Linked DNA regions of Sus scrofa: all the other regions are linked to region 1. The links are chromatin contacts, called in public Hi-C, promoter capture Hi-C and targeted proximity ligation maps. All regions are on one chromosome and are shown on one strand. The core of a region is the stretch at or near the end of the contact, and the rest is flanking DNA. Distances in the headings are between cores, read along the strand shown. Region 1 has its middle 35 kb from the start of BMP10. Region 2 holds the start of ARHGAP25 (rho GTPase-activating protein 25). Region 3 has its middle 13 kb from the start of GKN3. Region 4 overlaps ARHGAP25 (rho GTPase-activating protein 25).

The links. Promoter capture Hi-C pulls out the DNA fragments that hold promoters and counts their contacts. A called contact is a pair of places that touch in the nucleus more often than the background predicts.
Region 2: a contact with region 1 is called in a promoter capture Hi-C map of liver, with 2.2 times the contacts expected there. A contact is called at or near these places in 2 of 5 promoter capture datasets (both in liver) and 1 of 2 datasets of targeted methods (alveolar macrophages).
Region 3: a Hi-C map of retroperitoneal adipose tissue shows a contact between it and region 1, with 1.9 times the contacts expected there. A contact is called at or near these places in 1 of 5 promoter capture datasets (liver), 21 of 47 Hi-C or Micro-C datasets (alveolar macrophages, blood, brain and 9 more) and 2 of 2 datasets of targeted methods (alveolar macrophages and skeletal muscle).
Region 4: a targeted proximity ligation map of alveolar macrophages shows a contact between it and region 1. A contact is called at or near these places in 1 of 5 promoter capture datasets (liver), 22 of 47 Hi-C or Micro-C datasets (alveolar macrophages, blood, embryonic fibroblasts and 9 more) and 2 of 2 datasets of targeted methods (alveolar macrophages and skeletal muscle).

What each region holds. Positions count from the first base shown.
Region 1 is chr3:73,553,304-73,556,003 of Sscrofa11.1, reverse strand. No RefSeq gene overlaps it. Among named protein-coding and RNA genes, the nearest start is that of BMP10, 35 kb to the right of the region's middle.
Region 2 is chr3:73,648,724-73,651,423 of Sscrofa11.1, reverse strand. It overlaps ARHGAP25 (rho GTPase-activating protein 25), which reads left to right and starts at 1,427. Exons shown (of 10, transcript XM_021087416.1): 1 at 1,427-1,891. The coding sequence starts at 1,831.
Region 3 is chr3:73,479,954-73,482,653 of Sscrofa11.1, reverse strand. No RefSeq gene overlaps it. Among named protein-coding and RNA genes, the nearest start is that of GKN3, 13 kb to the right of the region's middle.
Region 4 is chr3:73,628,947-73,631,646 of Sscrofa11.1, reverse strand. The region is part of intron 1 of ARHGAP25 (rho GTPase-activating protein 25); the gene reads left to right. Among named protein-coding and RNA genes, the nearest start is that of ARHGAP25, 20 kb to the left of the region's middle.

The DNA.
Region 1 (2,700 bases), core at 9-2,508:
GGGGGGTCTAATGATGGTGACCTCCGTCCCCCTCCCCCCATAAAAGGCCACCTATGCAATGCATGGCAGCATAACTCCAGGCCTTACCTGGATCTGGGAGGCAGTTTCTGGGAGGCAGAACCTGATTGACCAATGTCATTGATGCCGTGTTGAACCCTGGAGCTTCCACTGTTAACTTTCAAAGCCCTCCCATAGGCAGGATCTACTGAATCTGCCTTTTTCCAGCCACTGACCCCCTTCATTGTCCCCCTCTTCTACCTGCACAGGTACTGAGCACGTCGAAAGGTCTGCCATATACACGTGACCTATTTATTTATTTATTTCTTGACCGCCCCATGGCATTTGGAGTTCCTGAGCCAGGGATCAGATCTCAGCCTTTGTGACTTATGCCACAGCTGTGGCAATGCCAGATCCTTTAACCCACTGCGCCGGGCTGAGGATCGAACACGTGTCCTGGTCTTGCAGAGACGCCACTAATCCCCTTGCGCCACAGCGGGAACGCCCGCAGAATGCACTTTAAAACCCCTTGCCACTTCCCACTAGCATTCTTCATTTCCTTACAGCCTCAAGCATGGCACACATCAGGGCTTTTTCTCCTAAGTGTGAGGCAGAGCTGATGGTTTTTCCACCCATTTCTGTGCTGAGTAGGATGTTTTGTACTAGGGGCTTAGCCACAATGCTTCCTGTCTTCATCCGCTTGGGCTGCTCTAAGAAAATACCACAGACCAGGCGTGGTATTTATTTTTCACAGTTTTGGAGGCTGGAGTCTGAGATCAGGGTCAGGCGAGGATCCTCTTCCGGGTCACAGATTTCTCCTTGTATCCGCCCATGGCAGAAGGGGGTAGAGAGCTCTGTGGGGCCTCTTTCATGAGACATGAATGCCATTTGTGAGGGCTCCACCCTTATGACTTCCCTCCCAAAGGCCATATCTCCTAATACCATCATTTCGGGGGGTTAGGAATTCCACATAGGAATTTGCGGTGGTGGGGGGGACACAAATGTTCAGCCAGAGCAATTCTCTTCCAATGGGTTTTGGTCCATCTGTGCCCTGGTGAGATGGAGCGTGACATGACGAGGACAGAGCCTGCAGAGACGCAAGCAGCAAATGCTTTTGTTGTTGTTGCTCTGACCAGTTCTTTAAGTCCCACGCAGAGACCATCGAGAAGGGGAGGACAAGGGGCACCAGGGCACAGCAGCTGGTGGCTGGGCTCCCGGCTTGAGATGAGAGGATGTGTGTGCACTGACGTTGTGTAAACTTCCACATTCCACCACTTCCTCTGCATCAGCGGTCAGGCGGTATGCTTGCCAGGAGCAGAGCTCTCTCATCACAGCAACTACTCCTGCAATTCAAACTGGCTGCCTTTACAGGAACTACATGGAAGCTTTCATCCTGTAAGAGAAGGCTGCGTGAAGCTGAAGCCGCGAGGATGGAGATGCAGCTGTTGCTCAAGGCTGGCATCTTGTCAGCAACAGAGAGCTGCTGTGTGACGTCAAACAGGGAACGAGCAGAGAATACCAACATGGACATGCAATGCCAACATCTCTTTCCTGGGATGCCTTAAAACTATCTTAGGACCATAGAACCACAACACTGGAAGATACCCTTGAACTTGTCTATTTAACCTGTGCATTTAGTGGATGGTGAAACCAAGATTCAGAGTTGCCGGGGTTCACGCAGCGATGAGGAAGAGGATTAAAGTTAGATGGTTTTTGAGGGTTCCTCTGAGCATTGTTCAGTGATTCTTTCGACTCTTGGGTTCTACCTGAGAGTTCTCCCCCTCAGGCCATGACCACCCTGTGAAACTCATTAAACGTAAGCGAGTAAGCTTCTAGAATATAGAACTGGACTGAATTCTTGATCACAACCAAGACCCACCTAACCTTTTCCACCTCCTCTGCATAACCAATGCTGTCCTAAGACTGTGGTTCTCAGTCTTGGCTGCGCAATAGAATCTCCTTAAGGATCTGATACTCAGATCCTACCCCATATCAACTGAATCAGAATCTTGGGGGTATTGCCTAAGACATTTTTTCTTAAAAAAAAAAAACGTCCTGGGAGTTCCTGCTGTGGCACAGTGGGTTAAGGATTTGGCATTGCCACAGCTGTGGCATAGGTCACAGCTGCAGTTTGGATTCTATCCTTTCCTCAGGAACTTACGTATGCTGCAGGTGCATCAGAAAAAGAAAAAGAAAACAAGAACCTTTCCAGTTAATTCTAATATTCAGACAGCATTGCTAAACTGCTAAGTTTGGCTCAACTCGTGACTAATGTTAATATTAAATCTATCCACTCTCCTCTCCCATCTCTACTCAACACAGTTACACTCTCTGACCTCCCTACTTGCTGGATTATCACGTGTACACTCTTTTAGGATAAGAAGTGCCTACAAGTTAGAAAATGGATTTCTGTTATAAACCCATTTTTCGGATGGGGAAAACTGAGCCTGAAGAAACCAAACAATTTCAATGTAACAGTAGCTGAGTCATGAATAAATCCAAGGCATTTGGGACAGCTCCCCTTCCCACAACATATCAGATACCAATTGCAAGTCCAGGTTGCCACCTGTACCTCTGACCCACAGAAGTTTCCAGTACCCCACTGGTTAATTTGCTAGAGTGGCTCACAGAATTCAGAGAAACATTTTACTCACTAGGTCACTGGTTTATTATCATATAAAAGGACATAACTTAGAAACCGCC
Region 2 (2,700 bases), core at 178-2,677, 95 kb before region 1:
GAGACAAATGGGGCTGTAGACAAAAGGAGAAGTGGTATCAAAAGAGATTTTTTTAAAAAACCCTAGAAGAAAAAAGAATAAGTTTGAATATTGGTGGGAATGATCCCAGAGAAGGAAGAAATGGATGACACGGTAAAGATGGAGGAGGGGTGACACAGCTCATCCATCATGACTGAGAGAAGACTCTGTGCGCGCTCAAACGCAGGCGGGTGGGCAGGTGTGGTGGCAGGAGCTTGCCGACCTTCTTCTCCAGCAGCATCAGCTTTCTCAATGAAACAGGAAGCCGGGTCACCAACAGAGTGAGCATGTGCAAGGCAAAGGCGGAAGCATGGCAGAGTCATCCAGGAGAGCTGAAGAATGAAGGGATGTGGAGCTTGTGCATTGGCCATGCAGTGGCTCTTGTGAACACTCTTATCTCCTGTCTCATTAGCCTACCACCTTATAGCCTTAGGAAACTTATCACCTACTATCTTTAGTAAGCCTCATAACAGCCTCTGAAGTAGGCCCTGTGATCTGCCTCATTTATAGATCAGGATATTAAAGCACAGAGTAGTCAAGAAACGTGTCCAAAGTCACACAGCAAGAAAGTAGTAGAGATGGGATTTGAACACCCCTCAGTCTGGCTCTGGGCCCAAATACTTAATCACTTAAGTTAGTCTGATCCAGTTGGACATAGGAAAGCCTGTCACAGAACTGAACTGAAGGGAATAAGGTTTGCATTAATGTTTGTGGTGCAACAACTGTGTGTCAAGCTCTGTACTAAATGCTTTCACAGTTCTGTGCACTCATGGCTACTATCAACCCATTTTACTGCCAAGGATACTGAGGCCCAGAGAGTTGCAGTTGCTTGTTAACAGCTGCTGAGCTAGGAAGAAGAAAAACTGAGTTTGGAACCCATGTCAATCAGATTCCCAAACCCACACCCTGTACATAAGGTTAAAGAACCATCTTAACATGTGAGTGGGTCTATGTAGCTAAAGCGGACTCATTAGCTAAATGCTTCCAGACCCTCCCGACATCAGGCTGAGATCACTTGGAACCTTTTGTCCTGAGCAGGTGGAGAACTTACTATGTAGGCCTTAGAGCAAGAAGAATTAAAAGTAGTTAACTTTAAAAAAATAAAACTAAAAATAAATAAAGGAAGGTAATTTTGGTGGATGCTGTTTGTCTTACTGAGAGTTTTTGAAAGCCCAGTCTGTCAAGAGAGAAGGGAGGCTTACACGTCGGTGGCCAGGGTCCTGGAATTTTCTTCTCTTTATCTTTTACTCAGAGCTATAGGCTTGTGTCCTAACAGCACTCCCTCCACTTACAGAAGCATTTCCAAAAATCATTTTCTCAAGAAAGAATTTATAATGCATCATCTACCCTGAACAGCCACCCACTTCCTCAAATGCAAGGAAGCAGACAGTTAAAAAAAAAAAAAAAAAAAGCCAAGAGGCAGCCGTTGTTTATCACGACCTCGCCTCAGTGAGGCCTGAGATTCTTTCGAACAGGAGCTTTGCTTTCCCATGACGCAGAGCGAAGTGTCAACTGGGATCTTTCTGGTAATACTGAAAGCAAGACAAGCAGAGTGCACACTTCACAAGGCACGAGTCCCCGAGGGACCAGGGGAGGGCTGGGGTGCCATCCCCGGTGACAGATGGATGGACCTTTCATCTGAGAGAAAGGAGACGACACGTTGGTGAATCAACTTCAAACCCAGGAGTGCCTGCGAAGCCATCACAAAGGGGAAAACACACACACACCAGCAAGAAGATCAAAAAGACCAGCAGGGCGCGAATCGTTGCAAACTCCCGGCTTGGGCAGCTCCTCACCTGACCCAGAAGCAACATGTCCCTGAAGCTGCCGAGAAACTGGGACTTCAGCCTGCGAGGGGAGGCTGGGAAAATAGGTAAGGTCAATGCCTTTTGGCTGCATCTGTGGTTCTTATACTTGAGTTCCCACCATTTGCATGTCGGTCTGCAGGAAGCATAGTCTGCTTAAAAATGGATCTCTCGGGCAAAGCTGGGTTTGGGGTGAGATTTGCATTCACACAGACAGGTTGGCTCAAAGTTCCCAGATGCTGGGGACGGCTTTTCATTTGTTGGGAGGTGGCAGGAATGGAGCTCCTCCGTGTGCCGGATCTGTGCTATTTGGGATGGATGAAGGCTACAGATCACACAAAACACTGTGAGTTTTTCTTTGTTTATCATGAAAGGATCATTTCCCTCCTGTTTGGACGTTCATCCATATTTTGAGTGGGTTTTGAAAGGCGTCCTTGGAAGTGCTTGATCTCTAAGGGAACACAAGGAGTTCTGTTCAGTGAGCTCACTGGGTCACTAGACCGTCTTCGCGGACTCTGGGGACTTGGAGTGGTGTTATTTGTAGCAAAAAGTAAACACGGCGGGCAAGACAGGAACTTAGAGACGCTTGAAGGCAGAATAAAGATATTTAATTAAAGGGACAGAATGGAAGGGAATTCTTAAAAGGAGTTGAAATAAAAGAGATTTTAAGAGTAATTACCTTAAGGGAGTCTGGCATGCTTCCTGAAATATACTGGCCTTTTATCAGCCTCTCCTGTCATTGGTGCTGATGGTGATACATTGATTTTAATCTGTTCTGTAATTGTTATCTTGAAGTTCTTTGGATGGGTTTCTTCTAGTATCAATCACGGTAGTTTAGAGTGGAGCAGTTGGGCTGGAGATGATTCCCTGTATGTTC
Region 3 (2,700 bases), core at 199-2,698, 74 kb after region 1:
AAGCCAAAGACTGCAATTGCATTATTCTCTTATCTAGATTGGGGATTTGCACCTCTCTTGATTTGATGTAGAAAATGGCTCAGAAATCCCCCTTGACAAGCTCTCTCTTTATCAGGAAAGCACTCCGGTCTCACCCACTTAGCAATTCACAGTAAGTGCCTGTATGAGCTGAAATTAGGTAGGTCCCCATCTGCGCTCTCTGTTCAACCCCAAGAGGCAGCGTAGCAAGAACCCAAGCCTGGCCCCCCTCAGCCCCTCTCCTAAAGGCCCAAGGGCCTGGAATGAACCTGGAATGAAGCTCATACAACCCACACCCTTTCAAGAACACCTATTACCGGGAAATAACGTTTCTTCACATTCACTCCTACTGGCCTCCAGTTCATTCTTCACAGAGAATTAGAAAATATTCCTAGTGAATATATAGCACAGGGAAGTATATCCAGTCTCTTGGAAATAGACCATGATGGAAGATAATATGAGAAAAAGAATATATATATATATATATATATAGACATATGTACATATATACATGATTTGGTCACTTTGCTATACAGCAGAAATCAGCACAACATTGTAAATCAACTGTAATTTTTTTAAATGGCAAAACCCCCACAAACTTAAAAAAAAAAAAAGAGAGGCATTCTGGTAGCTTCCCATCACTCAGACAATAGAAAACATCCAGGCCCAGGCTCCACGGCTCACCCCATCTGGCCACTGCCACCTTTCCTACAGAGCGTTGGCGCTTGTCCCAGCTTCTGCTGGGGACACTCTCTCTTCCCTCTTCTAGAGTGACCCCGCATCCTGGTTTGCCTGGCACTTTCCTTTTAACACTGAAGAAACCTCTTTGTCCCCAGCAGACCAGTGGGTCAGGCTGCCTCCCCACCCAACCCCGCTCTCCTACAACTGGCCACACCCATGCTTCGGGAAGGTCATAGCCCCAAAGTCCCTTTTCAGCAAAGACTGACCCCTCCCCCACCACTCCCCTTGCATCTGCACTGGGTCCTCATTGCTCTTCTCTCCAGAGACACTCTTTTTTGGTTGAGGGCCCTTATGGTAATGAGTTACTGCTTCATTCACATCAATTCTTGAGGACATAGATGTTATGCATTGTGTTATGGGCAGGGGATAAAGCAGTAAACAAAGCAGACAGGAGTCCCTAGCTTCAAAGAGCTTACATCCTAGTAGAAGAAATGGCATGATTTTTATAGGCAGACTATATAGTGTGATCTGTGTAACAGAGAAAGAGAAAACAAGGGGGACAGAGAATGTCAGGGGTGGAGTCTGCAGTCTTAGGCAGAGTGTCCAGGGAAGGTCCGATGGAGGTTACATCTTGACCTCAAAAGATGAGGAAGCAGGAGTTCCTGTTGTGCGCTCAGCAGGTTAAGGACTCAGCATTGTTTCCACGAAGATGCAGGTTTGATCTCTGGCCTTGCTCAGTGGGTTAAGGATTTGGAGTTGCTTCAAACTGCAGCATAGGTCACAGATGCAGCTCAGATCAGGTATTGCTGTGGCTGTGGCACAGGCCCCAGCTGCTACTCTGATTCAGCCCCTGGCCCAGGAACTTCCATAATCCACAGGGGCAACCCTAAAAAGAAAAAGAGAGAGAGAAAGAGAGAGGGGGAAAAAAATGAGGAAACAAAAGTAGACTTCTTGTGGTAAAAGTTCCAGACAAATGCAACAGAACATTCAAAGTCCCTGAGCAAAGATAGTAAGAAACCCAAGTGGCTGGAGTTGAGAGGTAAGAGAGAAGCTGCAGAGAGGAAACAGAGGTTGGACCCTGTGGGGCCCAGGAGGTTCCTGAAACTCATGTGGCTTTTACACTGAACAAGATAGAAAGCTACAGCTGAGTTTTGACAAGGGAAAAACATGATCTGCCTTAGAAGTGAAGAGGGATGCTCCGACAAACACTTGTTAGGAGAATTTCAAAGATTCTGGGGTGGGTTAAACAAGGGTAGTAGTTTCAGTGTTGATGAGAAGCTCTTTAATCCTGTGTATATATTGAAGGTAGAGCTAGAAAGGTTTTCTGCTAAACTGAGTATGGTGAGAAGAAAGGAAGAGTCAGGATGGTTCCAATGACATTGACCTTAGCGAGTAGAAGTATGGTGGTTCCATTTGCTGAGACGGGAAAGGCCGTAGGCAGAAGGTTTGTGGGGACAGAACAACTGAAGTGCAGTTAGGAACATGTTGACCTCTAGATGATCAGATATTAATCAAGCAGAATTAGAGTCTGGAGGTCGAGAGAGAGAGAGAGGGAGGGAGAGAGAGAGAGAGTTGGGCTGGACACACACTGGGAAGTTATTAGAGTAGAGACTCTTTAAAACCATACCACTGTGGTTGGAATGACTAAGTGAGCTAAATATACACAGAAAAGAGGAAAGGTCCAAGGACTAAGTCTAGGACTGTCCTCAAAATGTTGGGGAACTGAAAGCGAGAAGGATGGTTGGAAATCATGGAACAAAGCCAGGCCCATGGAGGGGAAATAGGGGGCTCAACCAGGTCAGATCTGCTGGTTTGTTGAGTAAGAGGAGGACTCAGACCTTTGTCTTCGGTTTGTCAAGGTCATTAGGTAATGCCTTTGGGGCTAAGCCTGATGAGAGGGGCTCATGGAAGTAGGCAGAAGCAGCATGGACCTCTTTTTCAAGGCATTTTGTTCTAAAAGGGAGGAGAGAAAAGGACTAGGACTTTTCTCTAGGAGTGGGA
Region 4 (2,700 bases), core at 2-2,501, 76 kb before region 1:
CTAAATGCCCATGGACAGGTGGATGGATAAAGAAGATGTGGTACATATATACAATAGAATACTACTCAGCCCTAAAAAAGAATAAAATAATGCCATTTGCAGTAAGATGGATGCAACTAGAGATGCTCATACTAAGTGAAGTAAGTCAGAAAGAGAAAGACAATTACCATATGACATCACTTGTATGTAGAATCTGAAATATGGCACAAGTGAACCTCTCTACGAATAGAAACAGACTCCCAGACATAGAGAACAGCTTGTGGTTGCCAAGGGGGAGGGAGTGGGATGAACGGGAAGTCTAGGGTTGGTAGATGCAAACTATTACATTTAGGATGGATAAGCAATGAGGTCCTACTGTCCAGCACAGGGAACTATATTCAGTATCTTGGGATAGAACAGGATGGCAAATAGTATGAGAAAAAGAATGTGTGTATATATATATATGACTGGGTCACTTTGCTGTACAACAGAGATTGACACAAAGCTGTAAATTAACTACACTCTAATAAAAATTTTTTTAAAAAATTTAAAAAGGTGAAAAGAGAAGGTAGAGATACACAGGATGACTAACCATGACTAACAAGCCATATGGGCATGTGGCACATTCTAAGGGACAGTGAGGGGCTTGTTTTCCTCCAGTTGGCATAGGTGTCCTCTTCCTTCTCTCTTGCCTATCCCTGTATTTTCTTTCTGTTCCAAATGGCTTCACAGTTGCTCATTGTACATGTATTACCCAAAAAACATGTTTGTCAGGCTAGTATTCATTGTCCTTCCCTCTGCGTCCTGGACTGGCTTCAGTAAGCCCATGACTTTCCCAAAATTGTAGGAAAGATTATATGAGTATGTGCAGATTCTCAACGGGGCCACTGATCTGACAAAGGCTAACACCACTGTTTTATTTTTCCAAGCACTGAAAAACCCCTCAGTAAGGAACCCTGTGATAATTAGACACAATATAGTAGCTGCATGGCTACATCCTCTGTCCTGCCCAAAAGTATTTTCTGGATGTGATGTGTGGAGAGAGGTGGAGGGAGAGAAGGCTGAGTGGTAGGGAACCACCACATGGTCCCCTAGTACACTGCCTTTTACTGGCTCATTGTTCCTGGCCTGGGACAATACAATGGTGCCACTAACTGGGAAATTCCTAGAGTTGCTTTTTGTTGCTGACAGGCAGGTCCTGGCATCCTGGACCACATCCTGGTGATCGATGTGTAAGCTGTAGCTGACTGTGGCCACCAGAGGGCAGCACAGCCAGCCGTGCCTGGGATGGGTCTGCTGTCCCAGCCAGACCTCTGAAGCTTTCTGGGGCCTGAGCAGGTTCAAAGCTGCTGTGCCATTTCATTAGCTTCCATATAACAAGACCTGTGCTGTAGTGGACTGATTTGGACCCCCACTTATGGTGTTGGGACAGGGATTTACTGTACTTTCTGTCATCTCATATAAATTCAGGTGGCAAAATTACCTCACCTATCCTGACAGCTCTAAAGGGATAAAACTTGAGATTGACGTAAGTAAGCAAAACTTATTAAAGCTCATGGAATCATCTGTGCAAACTGGGGAGCATAGGTTAGGGTTCGGATTGTTCTCTAGTAGCATAAAAACCACAAACTCTTCTGCGAGGGCAAAAGGGAAAAAAAGAAAGATGATGAATTCTGTTTCAAGGAAAAGACCTGTCATTTCTGCTTCTGAGGGACCCAAGGCCCACAGTCATTTATTTGATGGTAGGTTTCTAGAAGGTAGATGGCCTCCTCATCACTTTACAGATACATTTAATAACCTCCTTGGAGGCCGTGTTCCCAGTTCCTCCTCTTGGCTTCTCGCCCATCTCTGTAGGTGGTCATAGGCCCGGCCTTTGCAAACCTGCCCTCTGGCAGGGTGGACTCAAGTTGCATCTAGTTTTTCTCTCAGCCCAAAGTTCACAGCAAATGGACATTTGGGGGCATTGGGGGGCATTTCAGCCAACTGAACACTGCAAATCATAGGGCGCTAAGTGGAAGGCCTTTGAACGCAAAGAACTCAAAACTTGCACAAGCTACCTGGATTTCTAATCATCCTGAGTCATGATTTTTTCCCCAACATTACCTTAGTTTTTTTGAAATAATAGGTTATCTTTAAAAAGCTATACACACATGCACATACATGCATTAGGTACAGACATGTATGTATGGATCTATATTTACATCCGGGTTTCTCAGCCTCACCACTAGTGTCATTGGGCAGCTATGTGCTCTTTGCTGTGGGATCTGCTGATTCGTGCACTGTGGGCTCTTTAGCAGCAGCCTTGGACCCCTTCCACCTCATGTCTGTAGCAGCCCTCCTAGTTGTGACAACCAAAATATCTCTAGACATTGCTAGCTATTCCCTGGGGTGTAAAATTCTCCCCAGTTAAGAATCACTGATTTTTTTTGGAATTCCCACTGTGGCTCAGTGGTTAACGAATCCAACTAAGAACTATGAGGTTGCGGGTTCAATCCCTGGCCTTGCTCAGTGGGTTAAGGATCCGGCGTTGCCATGAGCTGTGGTGTAGGTCGCAGATGCGGCTGGGATCCCTCATTGCTGTGGCTCTGGCGTAGGCCAGTGGCTGCAGCTCCGGTTAGACCCCTAGTCTGGGAACCTCCATATGCCATGGGAGCAGCCCAGGAAATGGCAAAAAAAAAAAAAAAAAAAAGAATCACTGACTTTTTTTTTTTTTTTTTTTTT